Linked DNA regions of Danio rerio: region 2 is linked to region 1. A link is a contact called in public Hi-C data. All regions are on one chromosome and are shown on one strand. Each heading gives the region's core, a stretch centred on a gene start, on an enhancer-like site or on the middle of the called end of the contact. The rest is flanking DNA. Distances are from core to core; before and after follow the strand shown.

Region 1 (4,508 bases), core at 1,575-4,074:
ACGTGACGGCGACAGCGAGACCTAGCTGTCAATCAAGTGGCCACGCCCTTAATTATGCAAACTTAATTTAACCTAATATAAAGGAAACGGATGAGTTATAAAACAATTCACCCCCTCACAGTTGTCATACAGGGTGATATTAGCTTTATGAAGCAGGCTGGCTGGTAACACCTTATTTTCTGCTGTAAATTCTAACAGTGGGCGCAATTAAACTTTGCTCTATTATGGAGCCAGGACTAGCGGATCTTCGATGAATTGCAGTTTCAGTTACACCCGAGGGAGAGCGGGAGGTTGCCGCCTGGTCAGAACTCATTTCACACGGCATGATTTGAATTGCCAACAGCTCCAGATATTCAGCATGCCAGGTATCTGATATGAGGCATTCTCTCAGATGAATCTCTGATGGTTCACACTGTGTGACTGTCACTCACCTGAACGGTTTGCCTCTGATTTCAGGCATCTGTCGGTGATTTCTCAAAATCTGTCGGTGAGTTCAAATCAGGGCTTAAACCCTGCAGTCTGAACTCGGCATTAATTCACCCAAAAATGAAGACTGTGTCATTAACTCCTCTCCCTCATGTCATCACGGTCCCCTGAGAGGTCCGTTCATCTTCAGACACACACATGAGGATGTTTCAGATGAAATCCTGGAGCTCTTCATCCGCCAGAGACAGCAAGGGTCCCAAGACGCTCACAGTCCAGAGCAGACCAAAGACATCCTCAAAACCAGGGGTCTCCAACTCGCGGCTTTAATATGGATGGCACTTTACAGTGTTGTGTGCGGCGCTAAAAGAACCCACCAATCACGGTGGGGTATTTGGCTCTCGGGGGCGGGACATCAGCAGCACATGATGCAGGCAGAGAAGCATTTCTCAGAGAAAGGTACAGCAGAGTTGCCATGGAGGGTTTTCCTCTGTGCCTGCTGGATGCCTCGTTTCTATTGTGCACACACAGACACCTATCCCAGCACACTTCATTCACAACACTTGTCCTCAAATCACAATGTTTTTAAGTTGCTGCCCTGCGGGACACTATAAATATATAAATGTGTGTGCATCAGTGCTTAATTTGAGCCAGATCTTGCTGGAAATGTCAGATATTCGTGTTTTGCTTTTCTGTATTTATTTTAATAAGCAGTAAATCTGATAATGAGGCTGAGCAAAAGACATCTCCAGAAGCTGGAACTGCCTCGCTGGATCTGGATAGCGGGAGGCAGAAGCAACACGAGTCAGGTCAGCCACAGAACATGATGGAGGAGCTAACTGTGGGCTCTTCTTGAAGATTAGCCAGAGTCGGTCATTTAATCACTATTTTACGCTTGGAAGTGAACTGAAAAGGCACTGAGAGAGGTAATGTGACGTCTCTCTCACACAAAACAAATCAGAGTGATGCATACAATAATCAAAGCAAAGAGATGAGAGAAACTGAGTAACCCAGGATGATGTACTCATCTGCAGTCACACATCGACACCTGTCCATCTGCAATAAGAGTCCCCGGTAACCGGACCTATTATAGAGTCACACCGTTATCTGTTGGTCATTTGCATCGCGCTACTTGCACTGTATAAGAGCTATAAGTTCATTGTTTTATTTATGCTAAATTGATAATAATGTAAAAAGCAACTTGAAAATATTTTACTAAAAGTAATTTAATTTTTAATATAGAGTATATGCTGATGTCACTTCCGGTAAGGAAGAAGTTGTGTCATGAAGATGGAAGCAAGACAGTTTTTTGACCGTGTATTATAGTTCAGTTAAGTTGTTATTAAACATGTTCGAAATGACATCACTGGACTGTCTTATGTTACCCGCGTTCAAATCCTGCTAATTCAGAGAAACAAGACAAGAAGAGACGGATCGATGGCACATACACACTGTATCTGCATTGCCTCACACCATAAACATCACATGTATTTCTATATGATGTAAAAGCAGTCAAAACAAACAACAACAACACAGAGTTGCTTTTTCCTGTAACAACAGCTCAGCGGACACAGTAAACCTAATTATTATTATTATTATTATTATTATTATTATTACTGATTGAAATATGGCTTTATTCACTTTTATTTTTTATTTTGTTCATCTTATTTTGTGTTGTAATTCTCGATCTTCTCAAATCTCTTTATTTTTATTTTTAACACAAAACAAGATGAAAAAAATTAACAAATTAATAATATATACTTAATTTATTGTGGAAAACCTGATGCAGTCCAGCCTCAGCCAGACTCGGCCTCCAGCGGCCCCCAGGTAAACTGAGTCTGAGACCCCTGCTCAAACAGTCCATGTGTCTTCAGTGTTCAGCTGTGATCATATGAAGCTCCAACTACTGACATATCCAAACCAACACCATATCCAGAGTATATACAAACACCATATACAAAACTCCATTTTAGGTCTGAAAAAAGTCTTTAATCGACTGAAATATTGACTGAATATGGAGCCAGGACTTCATCTAAAACATCCTCACATGTGTCTGAAGATGAACGAAGCGACATGAGTGAGACGGTGGAGCTACACAGGCCTGATGCAGGATGAACAGTGTGTGTGTGTGTGTGTGTCAGAACACTGCAGTCATTTATTCTGAGTGTTGTCCAGCACCATACTCCACAGCAGCAACAGCGAACACACAATACACACAGATGAAGATCAGCACGACTCCTCTGAGTCCGTCTCAGTCTGTGCTGGAGCCATCGTGAAGGACAGATCCTGACTGTACAGCGGATCACAGAGGAAACCTGCTTTAATGCTGCTGTTGAGTCTCCTCAGTCTGCTGTGTGTCTCTGAGACTCGTCCTCAGGCCGCTCGCTCTCCACATGATCTAGAACGCTGTCCTCAGGCACTTCCTGTGTGTGGTGCTCCACTTCCTGTGCGCTGCTCTGCTCCTGCATCTCCTGTGTGGTCAGCAGGTTCCTCATGGAGTCACAGATCTGCTGCCGGAGCTCATCATCTGAGTCCTCGAAGATTCTGACACACACACACACACACACACCAGAGAGAGATAGAGAGAGAGTGTGTTTCTGTTTCTCTGTGTTTGTAAGTGTGTGTGTGTGTGTGTGTGTGTGTGTGTGTGTGAGAGAGAGAGACAGAAAGAGTGATTGTGTGCTTCTGCGTGTGAATGAGCATGTTAATCTGTGTGTGTGTGTGTACATGAGAGAACAAGAGTGTGAGTCTGTAAGTGTGTGTGTGTGTGTGTGTGTGTGTGTGGCTCACGTGTCTTCATCATCTGATCGAGGCTGCAGGCGCTCTTCATCCTCCTCCACTTCTCCATCTTCCTCTTCATCTGTCAGACGAGCTTTATCTGATGACAGCAGCATGTCTGGGTGAACACACACACACACACACACACACACACACACACAGACACACACGTTATCGAACACCTGCTCTGTGTGTGTGTTTATCTGTGCTGCAGTCAGCGAGCTGTGCTCTGTGTGTGTGTGTGTGTGTGTGTGCGTGCGTGCGTGTGTGTGTGTGTGTGTACCTGTGCTGCAGTCAGTGAGCTCCGCTTGAGCGAGTGCATTCAGGAGTGTGTGCGGCAGGCGCTGTGTCCAGTGTTTCCTGTTGTCTTCCTCCTGCTCTTCTGAAACTGCAGTCAGTCAGATTCACACACTCATACTGAACACAACACACACTCAACACACACCAAACTGAACACACTCTGGACACATCAGCCCTGCACTAACACACAGGAAAACTCCAGACAGACTGAAGTGAGGATGATGAATATGACACACACACACACACTCTATATGAGCAGAGCGTCCATGTGGAGCTCAGCTGAGTGTGTTTCCAGAACCTTCAGTGTCTCTGTTCCTCAGTGCTGGACTGATCTTCTCTGCACTTATATCTGACACACACACACACAAACACACACACACACACACACACACACACACACACACACTAACTATAGTCAGCCTGAAGTGTGTGTGTGGGTTTGTGTATATGCATGCATGTGTGTGTATGTGTGAGAGACGGAGATTGTTAAAGTGTGTGTATGAGTTTGTGTGTGTGATAGAGAGTGTGTGTGTGTGTGTGTGTCACCTGTCAGTGATGCGTCAGTGGTGCTGTCAGTCATGTTCATGTTCTCCAGAGCGTTCAGTAAAGTCTCTGCAGCGCCGCGACCCCATTGGCCTCTCTTCACCCCTGGCTCCTCCTCTTCCTGTCTGTCCAGAGAGCCGTGCGGTGGAATCTGAAGCTGTTCTGCCTGTGCAAACGTCAGTGTGTCGTTCAGGGGCTCATCCTGCGACACACACACACACACACACACACACACACACACACACACACACACACACACACACACACACACACACACACACACACACACACACACACACACACACACACACACACACACAGGTGAGAGAGGCTCAGTGTGGGCTCAGTGTGTGTTCGTGAGCTGCACCTGTTCACCTCCGACTCCTCGTCCTCCTCCATCTTCTTCTCCTCTGTCAGCTTGATCTCAAACATGATTCCTCTCTGAAACACACACATCCAGCAGA
Region 2 (4,356 bases), core at 1,834-4,333, 210 kb after region 1:
AGCACATCAGGAGTCTCACAGTCCCTGTCTGCATTGTGGACAAATGCACACGTGACCAACATGTGATGGGGAAGGTTCTGAACTCTGTGATTTGTGTTTAAGAGTAAAAGCCGCTCGGCCTGACCTGTATGATGCCTGACTGCTGTTTCCTCCTGTAGCGCAGAGACCTTTGTGCAGTTACAGGACAGTGTGTGAGTAAATGAACACTGACCACATTATAATCACATTTACTGAGTTACAAACACACGAGGATCCTCAGTTTCTCCATCTAAACACTTAAATCGAGATGCTAAATCACCAGAGCATCTAGTTTGCAGAGGACGTTTATTCTGGAGCTGCTCATCTGCTAATGTTCTCTGGAAATAGAGACGTTGCAGTGTGTTTGGGTTTTCCCCTCACCTCATCTGTAGAGGATTCTCTGGTCAACAGAAACTCTAGATCACATGTCGGTGTGATGCTCCATATCTTTATTAGACTGCTGCTGTCGCTGTTTTCTTGTAATGAACTTCTTTTTCCTTTGACTAATGTTTAATTTAATTCAATCCCTGTGTATTTATATAGCACTTTTCACAATGTAGATAGTGTCAGAGCTAGGCATGGGAAGATAACCGGTTTCAAGATATACTGCGGTTTGGAAAAGTCAAGGCTTTAAAACCTCCAAGGTTTTCTGTTATATTGTCTGTCTTTTTATTATTTATTTACATGTTTTTCACAACTATTTAATTTTGCTTTAAGGGCAACAGTACGTCCAGCAGAAGAGGAACCTGCTCCTCAAAAGCTACTGCTCCCAACTATTGTAAATGTTTCTTAAAGTAAACGATAGAGTGTTTAATATGGTCAGGTTGTTGTTTTTTTACCAAGACATTTTAGGGTGCTTTCACATCTAGACTTTTGTTTCAGAACCTGGTGCATTTCCCCAGTTTGGCTGGTTTGTTTGGCATATGTGAATCCAGCAATCGCGTTCAATCCCACGCTGAATCAATCCGTCCAAGATTGCCTGAATGAGGTGGTCTCTGCTCGATTGAAACGAACTCTAGAACAAATTGATTATAGTGCGAAAGCGATACGATCCAATGAACTAACGAACCAGGCTATATCACATTGTATTAAACATGCGTAATAGGCATATCTGGCTATATTAAGCGAGAATTACGAGCAGGGCAGGGTGTCATTCCTACCAGTAAATGTGCATCTCATGTGAAATGTGAAAGTGAAAGCATGCTGAACTATTACTGAGAGTCAGGATCATTGAGGGAACAGCAGTCTTGGTTTATCTGTTGTTATCTCTCTCTATAATGTAAAGCTCTGTATGAGAGAGTCCTGCCTCTGATTTATATCTGCCGATGATGTCTGAGAGTTTCATTATTCAAAATGAAAGTGCAGCTCTTCGTTTATATTGTCTTATTGCTCATCATCATAAATTATTTAATTTATTATTATTATTATTTGATTTATCATTTAATTTTGAAGCAGTAATCACAATACTGTGATACCGTGATCTTTCATCCAAGGTTATCATGCCGTCAGCATCTTATACAGGCCCATGCCTAGTCAAAGCAGCTTAATATAGTTGTAGTAAAGTCCAGATAATCTCAGATTTGGCCTGTTCAGTGAGCCGGTGTGGTGTGATTTACACATCTGCTTCTGTTGTTTGATCAGACACAGATGAGACGAGTTGAACCCTGAATAATGATACTGATGAGCAGCTCGTGAGTGGTGAGAGGTGGTGTGAGTGACCTTGTGCTGAAGGCTGTCCTCCGGTGTCTTCAGCTCTGCTGGTCTGTTCTTCTGCTCTGGAAGCTTCACCGTCAGCTCCACCTCTCCGTAACCTTTTAAAGTCACCGTATGGACTCTGGTGTCCAGCACCTTCTGCAGATCTGCAGCACAGGAGTGAGTCTGTCACACCGGATATAGCTTAAACAGCTGCGTTATATTCATGTATACGCTGTAATGTGAGGTTCATCTAAAGAGATAGCTTTAGCTCAATGCTGGGCTCATTTTTTAAATGGGCAGTTCAGCCCAAAGTGAAAAGTGACCCGCTGTTTACTCCTTTCAGTTCCTGTCGTCTGTAGAACACTAATGAAGAAACCTGGACCCGCTGACTGCCATAGGGAAAACACACAGCGCTGAAGCGAACAGTGAGCAGTTTCAGCATTCTTTAAAATATCTGCTTTGTGTTCTGCAGAAGTCAAACAGGGTGAGCACATTATGACTTCAGAGTTTTAGGGGAATTACCCATTTAATTTTAATGACATGTTGTGTTTTTGTCTCCATACACCATTTTGAGGGATGTAAACACATAGAGGTAAAGTTGGTTTTATATTCGGATATTCAGACTTTCTCTTTAATAAAGTAATTTCAGAAAAGTAATGTTTAATAATTCTAAACAGGGAATTCATATTAGCAGCAAATGACTATTAAAGTGCAACAATGTTCACAGTGAATTAGATACTGTTAATGTTGTCTAGAAGTCATACTTGCATGCTAATTCCATTCGAATATTCAAAGTAACATGGTAAACAATATAGAGACTGCTAAATGAACGAATGTGTGAATAAAACCAACTTTACCTCTATTGTAAACACAAGCGGTCCCAGACTCCCAGCCTGTTATCAATGTTTAATTTCTACAGCTTCACAGAAACCAGAATGAGCCACATGATGATCAGTATCGTTATGAGAGCTGTTTAACATTCAGTCATGATAGTGATTTGCCTCTTGCTACAGTTATGAAATAGTTTAATAACTACATGAGCAGGGAATGTTCATGGACCGGTGACATGCCCACAGTGAAATGGTCAGTATTTGACCCAGCGGCTGGGTTGAACAGTATGTCATATCTCACCCTCCTCTTGTAAATAATCCAGCAGAGCTTTCCGTCTGTCCTCCTCATGTTCTCGGAGATGCAGGATTTCTCCTCCTGACCTGCGCTTGTTTCTGAAGTAAAGCTCTAGTTTGGGCTTCAGTTTGTGGAAATCATCGGGCAGACCCTCCAGAAGCAGACTCCTGCCCTCCATCCTGCTCACCCTCCTCTACACACTGACGATGAAGACTCAAATCCCCCGAAAGATCCGCCTCATCTCTCGGTTCGGTTTCGCTTTCGCTTGGCCGCTCACGTGATTTCCAGCTCCAGGAAGAGCACCGAGAAAAACAACAGCAGTAAACAGCTCAGCTCACCGACACCTGCTCGCTAATATCGGCTTTAATATCACTGCTCCACCATTCAGCATGTCTGACTCCGCTGGAGACACTCAGGTACTGCTTGTTTACACGAGTTTGACTTCAGTTATTGATGATTCTGATAATCGATAATCAATAATCGCGCTTATCTCCGATAGTTTCAGGACGAGAGCACGATGAGCGACGAGCTCCAGAAACTCAAGGTACAACCTGACTAATAATTGATCGATATTTGATGATTGATGGTCGATAATTGATCGATGACGTGTCCGCACAGGATCTGATCGAGAGTGCGGATAATGAGAGGTCCAGACTGCTGCTGGAGAAGGCGGAGTCCGAGAAGGAGAAGAGGAGAGCAGAAGCAGAGCTGGAGAGATGGATGAAGGACGAGGAGATCCAGGAGGAGCAGTTCAGGAGAGACCTGGAGGAGCTGCAGGTGTGTGTGTGTGTGTGTGTGTGTGTGTGTGTGTGTGTGTGTGTGTGTGTGTGTGTGTGTGTGTGTGTACAGTTAAGGTCAGAATTATTCACCCCCTGTTTATTTTATTCCCCAGTTTCTGTTTAACAGAGCAGATTTCTCCAGCACATCATCACTAATAGCTGATGTGTTTCCTCTTCTCCATGATGACAGTAAATAATATTAGACTAGATCTTCTTCAAGACACTAGTGTTCAGCTTACAGTGACATGTAAAGGCTTCACTAGGGTAATTAGGGTAAAGTTAGGGTAATTAGGCAAGTCATTGTATAACAGTGGTTTGTTCTGGAGACAATCCAACACTAATATTGCTGAAGGGGCCAATAATATTGAGCTTAACATGACTTTAAAACTATTAAAAACTGCTTTTATTCTAGCCTAAATAAAACAAATAAGACTTTCTCCAGAAGAACAAATATTAGAGGAAACACTGTGAACATTTCCTGAATCTGAGAAACATCAAAATAATTCTAACAGTATCTGGATGCAGCCTTTATGATGCAAGCTGGGATTGCATCTCTCAGAGATGCAGTGTCAGACACAATGCCCTCAATGGAGTGGGTGACATCACTGTGAGGGGCGGGGTTAGGTGAGCACATTAAAAACCCTTGTATGCAGCTGAGATTGCATCTGCACCAAGTCTGCAGCCAGACTCCCCTCAATAATTCTGACTTCCTCTGTACATATCTTATGTGTAACTGTAC

Evidence for each region. A called contact is a pair of places that touch in the nucleus more often than the background predicts.
Region 2: a contact with region 1 is called in a Hi-C map of embryo, with 2.9 times the contacts expected there. The contact joins the promoter of nmi here to the enhancer-like site in region 1. A contact is called at or near these places in 1 of 18 Hi-C or Micro-C datasets (embryo) and 1 of 4 datasets of contacts at active chromatin or transcription factors (caudal fin).

The regions. Positions count from the first base shown.
Region 1 is chr9:58,638,412-58,642,919 of GRCz12tu, forward strand. It overlaps LOC108179575 (serine/threonine-protein kinase Nek5), which reads right to left. Exons shown (of 19, transcript XR_012385749.1): 15 at 4,420-4,485; 16 at 4,048-4,246; 17 at 3,485-3,850; 18 at 3,214-3,319; 19 at 2,391-2,967. Among named protein-coding and RNA genes, the nearest start is that of lcp1, 14 kb to the left of the region's middle. Within about 2 kb of position 2,825, at least 5 of the 62 cell types and tissues checked have an H3K27ac peak or open chromatin away from gene starts, as enhancers often do.
Region 2 is chr9:58,851,624-58,855,979 of GRCz12tu, forward strand. It overlaps nmi (N-myc (and STAT) interactor), which reads left to right and starts at 3,084. Exons shown (of 9, transcript XM_073913405.1): 1 at 3,084-3,254; 2 at 3,338-3,382; 3 at 3,457-3,615. The coding sequence starts at 3,228. It overlaps parp14rs3 (poly(ADP-ribose) polymerase family member 14-related sequence 3), which reads right to left and starts at 3,075. Exons shown (of 25, transcript XR_012385755.1): 1 at 2,845-3,075; 2 at 1,738-1,877; 3 at 125-167; 4 at 1-28.